2 separate regions of the Mus musculus genome follow, and region 1 is linked to region 2. Evidence: chromatin contacts called from public promoter capture Hi-C data. All regions are on one chromosome and are shown on one strand. Each heading gives the region's core, a stretch centred on a gene start, on an enhancer-like site or on the middle of the called end of the contact. The rest is flanking DNA. Distances are from core to core; before and after follow the strand shown.

Evidence for each region. Capture Hi-C pulls out chosen DNA fragments and counts their contacts.
Region 1: a promoter capture Hi-C map of adipose tissue shows a contact between it and region 2. The contact joins two enhancer-like sites. A contact is called at or near these places in 1 of 484 Hi-C or Micro-C datasets (cardiomyocytes) and 3 of 9 other capture datasets (adipose tissue, liver and pancreatic islet).

The regions. Positions count from the first base shown.
Region 1 is chr1:131,656,476-131,662,701 of GRCm38.p6, forward strand. Ctse (cathepsin E) reads left to right here. Exons shown (of 10, transcript NM_007799.3): 2 at 5,401-5,591; 3 at 6,138-6,226. The coding sequence starts at 5,521. Among named protein-coding and RNA genes, the nearest start is that of Ctse, 21 kb to the left of the region's middle. Within about 2 kb of position 1,751, at least 181 of the 459 cell types and tissues checked have an H3K27ac peak or open chromatin away from gene starts, as enhancers often do. A contact at or near this core is called in adipose tissue, where this site is marked.
Region 2 is chr1:131,345,834-131,351,607 of GRCm38.p6, forward strand. It overlaps Srgap2 (SLIT-ROBO Rho GTPase activating protein 2), which reads right to left. Exons shown (of 23, transcript NM_001081011.2): 8 at 3,619-3,843; 9 at 1-30. The region is part of intron 1 of Gm51644 (a long non-coding RNA gene); the gene reads left to right. Among named protein-coding and RNA genes, the nearest start is that of Ikbke, 69 kb to the left of the region's middle. Within about 2 kb of position 1,703, at least 35 of the 459 cell types and tissues checked have an H3K27ac peak or open chromatin away from gene starts, as enhancers often do. A contact at or near this core is called in adipose tissue, where this site is marked.

The DNA of each region.
Region 1 (6,226 bases), core at 501-3,000, 310 kb after region 2:
ATATACCCTACCACATCGTTTTTTGTTATTGTTTAACATATTCTTATTGAGAAAAACTTTCTCTAATTCTAGTGGTAAAGAATTAGGGACCAAATGTGATTCCCCACTCAACAGTACGACCACAAATTGTAAAGGTTTTTTTTTGTCTCCAGAGGTGGGAAGTTATTTGTCCCAGGCTTAGTAAGCTAGGGATGGTGCAGGACTAGAAGGTGAGCCAGTGCTCTCAGACCCCAACTAGCTGCTTCCCCACCGTCTCAAACTCTTCGACACTTTAGGTTCTTCTTCCCAATCCAGATGCAGGCATAGCAGATGTACCAATAGCGGGAGAGGCAGTGCAGACTCAAATGCAAAACGGAGCCACATGTTTGCGTTTGGACCCTCTAGTGGTATGGCTACTGGAGTTTTCTGAACATCAGTTTCTTCATTTGAAAAAGTAGAGCAAACAATGCCTTGGAGATATATTTATCTTAACAACATTGCACAGGCACACCTGGTAGCCCAGATGATCTATTAAAGATACCTGCCCCCAGGTACTGGAATTACAGGGGCTGGCAAGATGGCTCAGCGCTTAAAGGTGCTTGCTGCCAAGCCTTATTGATGACTTGAGTTTGATCCTTGCTACCCACATAGTGGAAGGAAAAATCCAACTTCCTCAAGCCAGACGTCTACAAGCAAGCTAAGGCATATATGGACATCACACACAAACACACAGACACACGTACACACATACACACACACACACACACACACACACACACTAATAAATAAATGAATAAATGAATAAATAAATAAATAAATACATGAATTTTAAAAAGAATGACCGTAAGCTATCTAGGTGAACAAGTGAGTACTTCCTTTACGGGATGAAGGAAGAGGACTCTGTTTACTAAGGGGTATGTCAGATAATTTTGATTGACAGCTTCAATTACATAAAGCCTTTGCTCACTATGCGTGTCTCTTCCCATAATGCATCTAATGTTAATCATATGTATGCCCAACTATGCATAAACATAAGAAGGTAAATAATTTTTTTCCCAAAAGTTCACTCAGAGGGCACAACTTGCCTTATTGCACCTCACTGATTTGACTTTGAAGTGAAAACTCAAAGCCCACTCCCACCCCCCAGTGACACACCTCCTTCAACAAAGCCACACTTAATCCTCCCTAAAAAATCTGCCAGCTGGGGACCAGACATTTAAATACATAAGCCTATGGTTACCTTGATGTTTAAGGTTAGTTAGACAACGCTGAGATACCTACACCTGAATTGTGCCTACTGAAAAATAGAGGGGCCTCAGTGATCCTTTTTCTGAAATTAGATAAGCGAGATTATGCACCCCAGCCTGTAAATAAATAACCGATGTCTGCCAAGACCTCCATTTGGAGGCTTTTCCACAGGGGAGTTTGTTGAATCTAATCAGATGCCTGTCTCAGCATCTTGAAACAGACATAATCTTAATCGCTCTTTTGAATGTGATTTTCTCCTGTAGATGGCCCTCCCTCCCTGACTCAGATAGCATCTCACTGTGTAACTCTGGCTGGCCTGCAGCTTGCTATGTAAACCAGACTGCCCTCATACTTGCAGCAGATCCACAGGGGTGCTCCACCATGTCCTGCACACACTTCCTCTTTTATAACTGAAGAATCTGAAACTCAAAAAAAAAAAAAAAATCACAAGCCGTTTGGTAGGACTCAAACGCTGCTTTGTCTACATTCAAGCCTGTAAGTCACTGTGCAAGAAGGATGGCACGCATGCGCGTGCTGGCAGGTCGCGGAAGCATCGGGCAGGAAACCTCCATGGTGCCTGCGCCCTCTACTGGCGACGCTGCTCAATTTCTGGTCTAAAAACCAATGTCCCAGAATACAACTGGTGGTGGTTGTAGTAATAACTCAAATTGACTGAGTTCGTGACATGGGGAGATGCTGGGGAGGTCAGAGTCTTCTGATTTCCAGTTGCACGAGAATGGGCGTCTTGGGAAAAAAAAACAAAGAAAACAAAGCTGTGCAAAAAATGTGTTTCCTGCCAAGTTCTCTGTTTCTGCATTAGACAGATGAAGGAGTAGTTTTGCTTTTTTCATAATTCAGAGAGGTTTGCAGATGTAATTTTTGCACCTACAAGAAATACAGTAGTGAGTCTTCCTGAGCATTTTATTGAAGGCAAGACAAAGAATAGTTTTAAAAACACATAATGAGGAGACACATACTGGGTACCTTGGGTATGCAGTGAGACCATGTCTCAAAGAACAAGCACATCTTTATGAACGTGAATGAGAACATTTGTTACCACACCAGGCCCTGTACATACCTTTTATTCTTCCAACCTTGCAAAACATCTGCCATGGCAGAAATTAATCTCTCCCTCTTTCTTTAGCTTCTCTATCTCCCTCTTTCAGAAAGGGGTTCTAGAACATAAGACCCTCTAGAAGAGTGGTTCTCAACCTCCCTAATGTTGGGACCCCTTAATATAGTTTCTTGTGTTGTGGTGACCCCCAACCATAAAATTCTTTTTCATTATCATTTCATAATTGTAATTTTCCTGCTGTTAGAAATCATGGTGTTATGAATTACAACGTAAATATCTGATATGCAGATGTATGGCTCCTAAAGGGGTTAAGAACCCCTACTCTGGATCCTTTAGTACAGTGCCATGGTTAGGAACATCAGCTTTAAAGTTAGGCCAACCTGGGTTTGGAATGGGGTTACAGCACTGGCACGGGAGCCATCCTGGGTCTCCATTTCCTCACGTGTGAAACGGCTTTAAATATCCTCGAAGGATTGGCGTGAGGTCTGAAGAAATACTTCTAAGTCCTTTAACATAGCATCTGAGACACAGCTACGCCCTCCCCACTGTCTCTTGTTCTCATTATTCAATTTAACCTCTTCATTTTAGACATGAGGACATGAAGTTCTGAAAGAAATTGCTTTATGGCCAGGTGGTCAGTTAGGGCAAAACTAGGTGGATCCAAGCATCCTGGGCCAGTCTCTCTATGCCTTGCCACCTACTGCACAGTGGATTTTCCTTTATCCCTCGGCTCTGAGCAGAAAGAGGTTAGGACATTTTCTTAACTCCTTGTCAGGGTCATTTTGAGCTGATGCTATTGCCAGAGATGGAGACAGGGGCTCCTGGAGTGTAGCTCCCTGCCATAAGGAGCCAGCATGTATCCCACACCAGACCAGCTGACTCCCATATAGCACTGTGCAGCTGCCCCTGTCATTATTTTATCCTTGTCAATCTGAAACTATAAAAAGAGAAGCTAATTAGGTAATGTCACGTGTCACCACCAACAGCTTCCCCACATTCTGGGAACTGTCAAACCTCTGCATGCAGCCAGCCATTCCTGGAGAGCCCTCTTGTCGAGGCTCCTTTGCACGTGCTGAGACTGGATGGCTGCCTACATTGTGTCCTTTGCCCCATGTGCCAATTTCTAATGTTCTCTATGATTTTTCCCAGAGGTCTCACACACACATAGACCCTCAAATGCTTAGGGGCTTTTGATCCAGAAATGGCTCGCACCATCCTTAACAATGGTCCACAGTAGTTTTCCGTTTCAGTCTGGGAGGATCCAGTGAGCCAGGTTAGGTGAGGTTCCTGGTGTTTCCAGAAAGGACAGAGCCCATCAGCTCTGATAAAAGTCCCTACAGGCCTGCTATCAATCTTTCTCAGACTTTCCCAAGCTCAGCAGACCCTATTAACAGACAGGCAGACTGAGTCTTCCTCCTCAGGGTCAAGTAACTCATAGTTGCCCAGGTCTCATTTAAACATGGTCTAACCTAACCCTACACATTTAATAAACAGATGGGGCAAGGTCAGAGATGGAGAAGGAGAGGCTTAGGTATGCTGGCATCAATAGCTCAGTGATGTATGCAGAAAGAGCCCTGGACTAGCAGTTAAGAAGCCTGGGTCACCCTAGCCCAGCCCTAATGACCTGTGCCATTGGAGATCACTTGAGCTCTCGCTGACCATGTTCCCATCTGCTGTGCAAGTGGATTGGTCTTGAGGACCTGGAGGCACTCTTCCAGCCCAAGGTTTTCTCAGTGACCGTATCCTGACCATGGGATGTGTTAAAGTGTTTTCAGTGTGTCCACATTCCTTGTTTTTTGCACTTAACCTTCCTAAAAACCCAGATGCTGTTGCTGAGGTGTCTGGTCAGGCAACTGTGAGCAACCATGACAGAGCTTGGTTCTGGACAAGTGACGAGCCCCCCTCCAGCGTGCTGTTCTTCAGGGAGCAGACAGGCCCCTCACCCTTGTGGGCAGTCAGAGGATGGGCTCCCAGGAAACGTAAATGCTAGAGAGGTGTGGTGGCTTTGGGGACAAGGAAAGTCAGTTTTGCATTTCCCTCCTTTTTTGGGTGTTTCTTCAATAATTTGGATCTCACAACAGGTTCGGCCTGGCTTCAGACCCAATTTTGGCTTCTCTGGCATCAGAGATAAAAGGCAAGGTGCAGGCACTTTGCCATAACACTAACTGGCACAGACAGCGATAACCCTAACCCAGGCACCCCATTATTTTATTACCAGAGCTCCCTGGGGGGACTGGTGTTCCCATCCCAGCTCAGAAGCCATTGACTAAGAAGATGGGGCAAGAAGGTTTTCCGTCCTGTCACCCCTACCTCTCTTAAGTCAGGAAAGTTGAAGAAGGAAAATCACAGGGTGGGGTTGATGGTAAGAAAACTTGACTTTCCAACCTCTAGGATCATGAGACAGTAGATGCTGCTTAAGCCACTGACTTGTGGTACATTGTTATGGCAGCCCTGGTACACCAACACAGACTTGCTCCAGTCTCGGCTCCTCCCTTGCCTCCTCACTCCCTTCCATACAAACCCCAGAGCCAGATCCGTCAGGTTTCCAGAATCAGGAAAGCTTGCCCCGCAAATCAATAGCCAGACTGTCCCACTCCAGGACCTGTGGTGAGCAAGCACTGGTTTGCTCTGAGTAAGACAAGTTGCTTTGAGAGCCTCTGGAGGAATGCAGGGAGAATATGAAATATGAGAACAAAAGCCTGGCTAATGTTTTGAGCCACAATCATGCTACACTTATATCATTTTGGCTTCTGCCCTTCTCGAGTCTTCAACTGAACATTCATAGTAGCAGTTCAACAAGGTGGGACCCTCATTCACTTTTGCACACCTAGACAATAAACATGGGGTTTCTTACAGTCAATGTTGCATGCCCAAAGAACTTGAAAGAAGCTGAGACCTCAACACCCTCATTTTCAGAGAGTGTATACACACACACACACACACACACACACACACACACACACACACACACAGAGGTTTTGCCCTTAGCTCCCCAAGCATAAGAAAGGGACCCAGGGGCAGACAAGGGACGTCCTATTACACATAGTGTTTACTCTGGGCATGGCTATTGACTCCAGACCTTATCATTGGGTCCTCAGACTGGGCAGGGCAGGTCTGGGCACCAGGAAGAGCCAGTGCCCCTGCCCTGTGATCAAGAGGAGAGAAGGGTGGAAGGGAGATCGGAGCAGAGTGAGAGAGAAGCTACCCCTTGGACCACAATGAAGCCCCTCCTTGTGCTGCTGCTGCTGCTGCTCCTGGATCTGGCTCAGGCCCAAGGTGCTCTGCACAGGTAAGGCCCTGTCTCCAGCACTAAGTTCAATTGAGGCATCCCCCAACCCCAACCCAGGGCTGCCCCGGGGGAGGAAAGCTAATGAGGAAATGAAAAGAAGAAACCGGGATCTCTCAGGAATCCCTAGAGAAGATTCCCCAGGCCTCTCCTTCCAGTGTAGGTGCCTGCCTCAGCTCAAGGGACTCCCCCTCTGTTGTTCAAAGGTGTGCTCCATAGATGTGATTTGTGACTCCAAGCCTTCAAATACTTTCCCAAGGGGGCCTGAGCACTGCTATCCACAGGGTCCTTCCATCCCTTTAAGTCAGCCCTTTATGATCAGACTATAGACTGTGTCTGACCTCCCATTCCCTAGAAAATCTCAAAAGGCCAGTGCCCAGGAGGGAAAGCCATTTCTACCCAAATTCTGAGTCTGCAAGACAAAGCCATTGCTGCTTCTGGTCTTGAAGGTTCCCTCCTGGGTCTTGCTGTAGTCAGGCTCTGAACAGGTATAGAGGCAATGGGAGCCTTTATTTATAAATGCCCCTTTATTTCCTGATCTTTCTCCAGAGTGCCCCTCAGAAGACATCAGTCCCTTCGGAAGAAACTACGGGCCCAAGGACAGCTCTCAGAATTCTGGAGGTCTCATAACTTGGACA
Region 2 (5,774 bases), core at 453-2,952:
GACAGGCTGCTGGGCACAGAGTTGAGAGGCCTGTCAGAAAAAGCAACAGAAGGTCAGGAAGAGGACATATATCTTTTGAGGACTCCAGAGTTCTCACTACTGCTCAAAACAATTTACATTGTATTGCATCCCAACTACTGGAAGGCTTGCAGTTTCTATGAGCAAAAAAAAAAAAAAAAAAAGTATGCATGTGAACTTCTAGACCAAAGGATATGTGAAAGGGGAGGAGAATCTATTTGGAAAGACTGTTTCTCTCTTTGTAACTCAAAGGCAGGCAGGTGGTTGGCAGGGTAGGTCTAGCAGCAGCTGCTGATTCAGGGAATTCTGAGGAGGCTAGACAAGAGTGTTTCAAGAAGCCCTTGGTTCAGAAACCCAACACTTTGGCACAGTGAAGTTCCTGCCAAAGGTCCAAGTGGTCACCTCTCTGGCTCTTCCCTCCTCCCACTTCATACACTAGAGTTAAAAAGCAGGAGAGAAGTGGGCCAAGAAGCTAACTTGCTGCTGCTGGCAGCATGTATGTTTATAAATCTGGGTCATGCACGAGAGCTTTGAGCCAATGGGAAAGAGTTTATGTGAATTTGGGAGCAAGTTCATAAGCTCAAGTTAGAGAGCCCCAGAGGGCATGAGATCTGACAGGAGGAACTTGATATCTTTAAATAGCCATCATTGTATCCCACTAGGTGTGAGATCCCCTGTACCCCCATCCCCAATTAACCAACTCTATCTTCTGTGAAGGAACAGCTGACGTAGAGTCTATAGATAAAGGTGAGGCTATGGTATGAGGTAATCCGATCTCCTGGATGACGGATGACAGGCAGAAGGCTAGGAAGTGAAGGATAGGACCCATGTGGAGGAAGTGCCTGTCACTTTATTATCAAGTGTCCTTTAGCTCTTACCAGAAGAGACATATGGATAGAATTTGGCTCTGTTATCCTCAGCAAAGACTGAGTATATTCATATATTTGTAAACCACTCTCTTACTCAAAAAAAAATAAAACTTCTCTTTAAATGGAGGAGACTGGAAATTGACCTTTTTCCCCTTTGGTATTTAAGATTCCAACTGATTTGATCTCTTCTTCATCTGAGAGGCTTGTTCAAGATTTGGAGCTGATTTCACTATGGCTTTTAGAAGTAGACATAATGGAGAAAGCTTGTTGGCCAGATGGGTTACTGCCAAGAATGAAATTTCTGTTTCTGGCCCTGATGTCACCAGTTGTGCATCCAGTGCCCTCAAACCTCTGGGTGCACCAAGAGTTGAAACAGGCACCAAGTCCTAGTGCATCCAAGAGCAGCTGCCATCTGCCATATCTGCAGTCCGAGAACACCAGTGTAGCTAATTCCAGAGCTTCCATTAAAATGCTACCTGAACTTTGGCCCCATTTAAAGGACTTCCAGGCAGCTCCTTTCTTCTGCCTACAAATATCCCACAATGAGGCAGAATGCCTGTTAGCAGGATGCAAGAATAACTTGACATCTCATCTCTAAGCCAGAATGGGAAATTCTGGCCCCTTTTCTGGCCAAGCCATGAATCAGCTGTATCACATACTGGGCAAAAGAATGAACTATTATTTTTTAAAGTCACCCTGGCCTAGAATGGAAGAATTAGAGAAAAAAAAATGTCTCCAATCCTGTTTCTTTAAGGAGCAGCAAAGCTGCTGATGCATGCTTTGTCAGTGATCTCTAGCCAGGATGCAAGGTAATGCACTCCATCTGTGCTTTAGAGTATGGAAATGTGGTTCTGACTGGGCAAGGAGGGGGACTGAGTACCCATCATTTGGATTCCCATTTATGGAGACATGCTGTTTGGCTCAGAAGAGAACTCAGATAACACCAGAAAATCAACCAATCCACTCAGATAGTCCCAAGTTCCATTTATTCAGAGGAAGGAATCTCAATGGCAGCTGGAGAATGGGTTTAGAAGACAACTATAAACAGAAATCAAAGCAGGTGAGGAATGGGGCTTCCTGGAGGTTGGTGATGCCCCCTCCTAACTGTAACACGATGCTGTCTTAGTTTTCCATCGGTCTAGATGCTGACATCTACTCAGCCACAGCAATGGAAACAAACTGTAATGGGTTAGGTTTTCCCCAAGAAGAAGAGGAGAGAAACCACTTCATATTTTATATATAAAACAGAGAAGTACCACTCCACTGTGGTCAGTCTATGACAGTAAACTGTCTGATTAGCATACTATTGATTATCAGGCTAGAGCAAGGTTTCTAAAGAGTCTAGATTCTAATCCAGGCAAGCACTACTCCTGGCAAGAGTACCTTGCAGATTTGTGGTGTCCTCTCATCTACTCCTTGTGGTCTCACTAACTACTGTGGGGAGCTGAGGTAGCTTTTGAGAGAGTCTAAAAGAGTGGATGAAGTCCTGAATGAATGTGTATTGTTGACAAGGGCATGGTCATGTCAAGGACCAATGCCATACTCTCCATCCAAGCTAGCAGAACCTACCCGACCCCAGCTTTTCTGTACATGTGCCTGCTTTTCTTCATTCCCTGGTCACCCCAGTCAGGTCTCTAGGACACAGCTACTTGGGACAGGGTGGAATATTCTCTGGGAGAACCATCCACCCTACAGCTCAGGACAGCTGGATTAGATGGAACATGAACCTAGGCTCAAGGATAAGCATATCAGTTAAAATCAAAGAGATATACTACAGGGTCTGAAAGAATAGAACAGTTTATCTGACAGGAAACACCCTCTCCTTCAGATGTAATAAAACTATATACAACTCTAGTGTGGGGTATTGGGCTACACACAGACAGTCTGGTTTCCAGTCGAGTTGAGGTCTGAACCCTAGGACCAGGTGGTGATAATTCACCTACATGGGACGGAAGGAGTTCTCTCATATCTCCTGGACTCAAGGCTCCTGTCGAAGTTACCATCCCCTCAGACCCCACAGAAGAAGCATGGTTAGTAGTCTCATAGGCAATGTCTCAGTCCCAAGCTTCTGACCTTCAGGCTAAACTCCTCCCCAGTTACCTAGCAACAGTAAAGATAACAGCATACCATAAGAGGGGCTGTTTGGCCCCTCCTCACTCTCTTGCTTTCTTGCTCTTACTCCCCTTACTCTTACTCTCTCCTTGTCCTCTCCTCTCCTCTCCTTTCCTCTCACTCTCTTCTTCTTCCTCTCTAGCCTTTCTTCTCTCTCTCATTTTCCCCCTTCTCTCCTCTTGGCCATGGCTGGTCTCTCTCTCTCTCTCTCTCTCTCTCTCTCTCTCTCTCTCTCTCTCTCTCTCTCTTTTACCTTCTCTCCTTTCTCCCTGCCTTTCTACAATAAAACTCTAAAACCACCGGACTGTCTCTGTTCATCAAGGCCTGCTGCGCTTACTCTCACCTGTGTGGGAACCTCTCTCCCTCTACCCTCTCCCTCACCCCCTCCCCTTGTTCATCCCCAGTCCAGTGGGGCCAGTGGGTTAGATGCCCACCCGGGGCCAAGTGGAAAGCATCTGGCAGCCCTCCCACGTCTGCCTGTCCAGAGCATAGGAGGAACTATGGCCAGACGTGGGCTATCCTCCCTCCCTCCTCTTTCCTCACACCCCCTTTTAGTTCCCACACTCTAGTACATTCAAGTCCCTTTGGGGGAAATGTACAATATAGGGAATGGCCTTACCATATCTCCCATGTGGGGCTGGAATTCAAATTTCATAGGGGGGCAAAAAACATTGTTGTACATCTCCATGAGCCGTTGCTTGTCACTGGTGGCATCTAGGTTTTCTACTGCATTTTCAATAGCATCCAGACCTTCATGTTTTGACTGTTCCAGATTTAATTCAGCAGATAGGAAAGTGCGTAGAGCCCGGTTCAGGCTAGCATGGTAGCCTAGGTCACAACATTGCTGTGGGAAGGAGAAGGCACATAAGCACACCACAGACATCTCAAGGTCTGACAAGAAGGGAAGTGGTCTTGGGGTAGATCTGACCATATCAAGGTGACTGACTGTAACAGGAAGGAAGCTGAGATTACAATGTCAAAACCTGGGTAAGATTCCTTAGTTCTTGCTCCCTAGTTCACTGGTTAGCACACCATGCAGGGCACTAAGGTGGTTAGACAGAAGAAGATTCATAAAAAACAATGATAAGAGTTAACCAAATGATGTTTCATAAAAATGAGAATGTCCACAAGTTAGAGAATTCCGTTCTGTTTTCTGGTTTGTCTGGGGAATGCCATAACAACAAAATTCAACAACAATAATAATACTGCCTGCTATGATTCTCTGAGGGTTCCTGTGGTTAGAAGTCACTACATAGCAAGCTTTCCAGGCCAATGGAGCAGCCAGGAGTCAAAAATCTGGAGTGCTGTACCAGCAGTAAATTCACATATACTCAACTCTAGGTAGGTGGGAGAAGGAGAGAACAGAAGGTTGGTTGAGTCATGACATTAACTTTCAGTGATCTGGGACAAGCCTGAGCTGAAGAAAGCTAAACCACAAAGTCCTAAATATAAGTGTAACTGGGAAGATTCTTATCATGCTTTTGATTTTCAACAACAAAAATGAAAAGAAGAAAATGAAAGAGGCAATTGTAGGGGTTGGGGAATGTAGGTCAACTGGAAAGGGGTGTGTCTAGCATGCATGGAGACTTAGGTTTGATTCCCCCAGCACTGTGTAAACGGACTGTGGGGAAGCAGACTGGTAATCTCAGGCACTCAGGAGGGAAAATTAAGAGGATCAGAAGTTCAAGGTCAACCTCAGCTGCATAATCAATTCAAAGCCAGCCTCTGTTTTTAAACAAACAAACAAACAAACAAACAAACAAACAAACAAACAACAAAAACCAGGGCTAGAGGAGTAGCTCAATTAGTAAAGTCCTTGTGGTGCAAATATAAGGAATTACGATTGATCACAAGCCTATGGGTCAGGTGTCTGTAATCCTAGCACTGAAGAGGTCGAGAAAGGGGCTTGATGGTTAGCTGGCTAAGATAAACTTTTGAGAATCCTGTCTGAAAAAACAAGTTCAGGGCTTGAGAGATTGCTGTGGTTAAGAGTTCTTATTCCCCTTGCAAAAGACCTGCGTTTGGCTCCTTGCACCCATGCCTGAAGCTCATAACCGCTCGTAACTCCAGATCCAGGAAATCTAACACTCTCTTCTGGACTTGCATGGGCACCTGTACTCTTGTGCATATTCATTTTACACACACACACACACACACACACACACACACACACACACACACACACACAAACAAACAAAACAAAACAAAATAGTAGAGGCAGAATCAAGCAACCCTGGAAAAGCTACTCCTATCCCATCCTCACACCTGTGTCCTCAACAGTTCAGTGAACAAATGTGACCAGTCCAGTGGTTGTCAAGCTGTAGCTCACAGCTCTAAGTTCAATGTTAGCGCCCAGGTTATCCCTCAGAAGGGGATAGGCGGTGACCCAGTTAGGAGGTCTTGGAGCCTTTTTATATTTACCTCAACGAAAACAACTCTGCTCATTTTTCCATTCAATAAACTGGGCTTCTATGTGTGATGTGGTTTGAAGAATAAGTTCTTAAGAAAAAGTCTAGGAAAAACCCCTTTGGATTAAATGTAATCCCCAGCGCTCTTTTCAGCAAAGGCATTCTGTAATACTATGACAATATTCCCTACCCCTCCAATAAAGACCCCGAGATCCAAATTCCATGGCCATCAATTATCACCTCTATTATTTACACAGCTTTGATGTCCAGAGCCTGAGAGGAAATGTCAGAGAAAAATCTCTGGATAGAGTAAGGCCATCTGCCTGATTGTAATTTCACTGCATAAATAAGCATCAAATTAATTTCC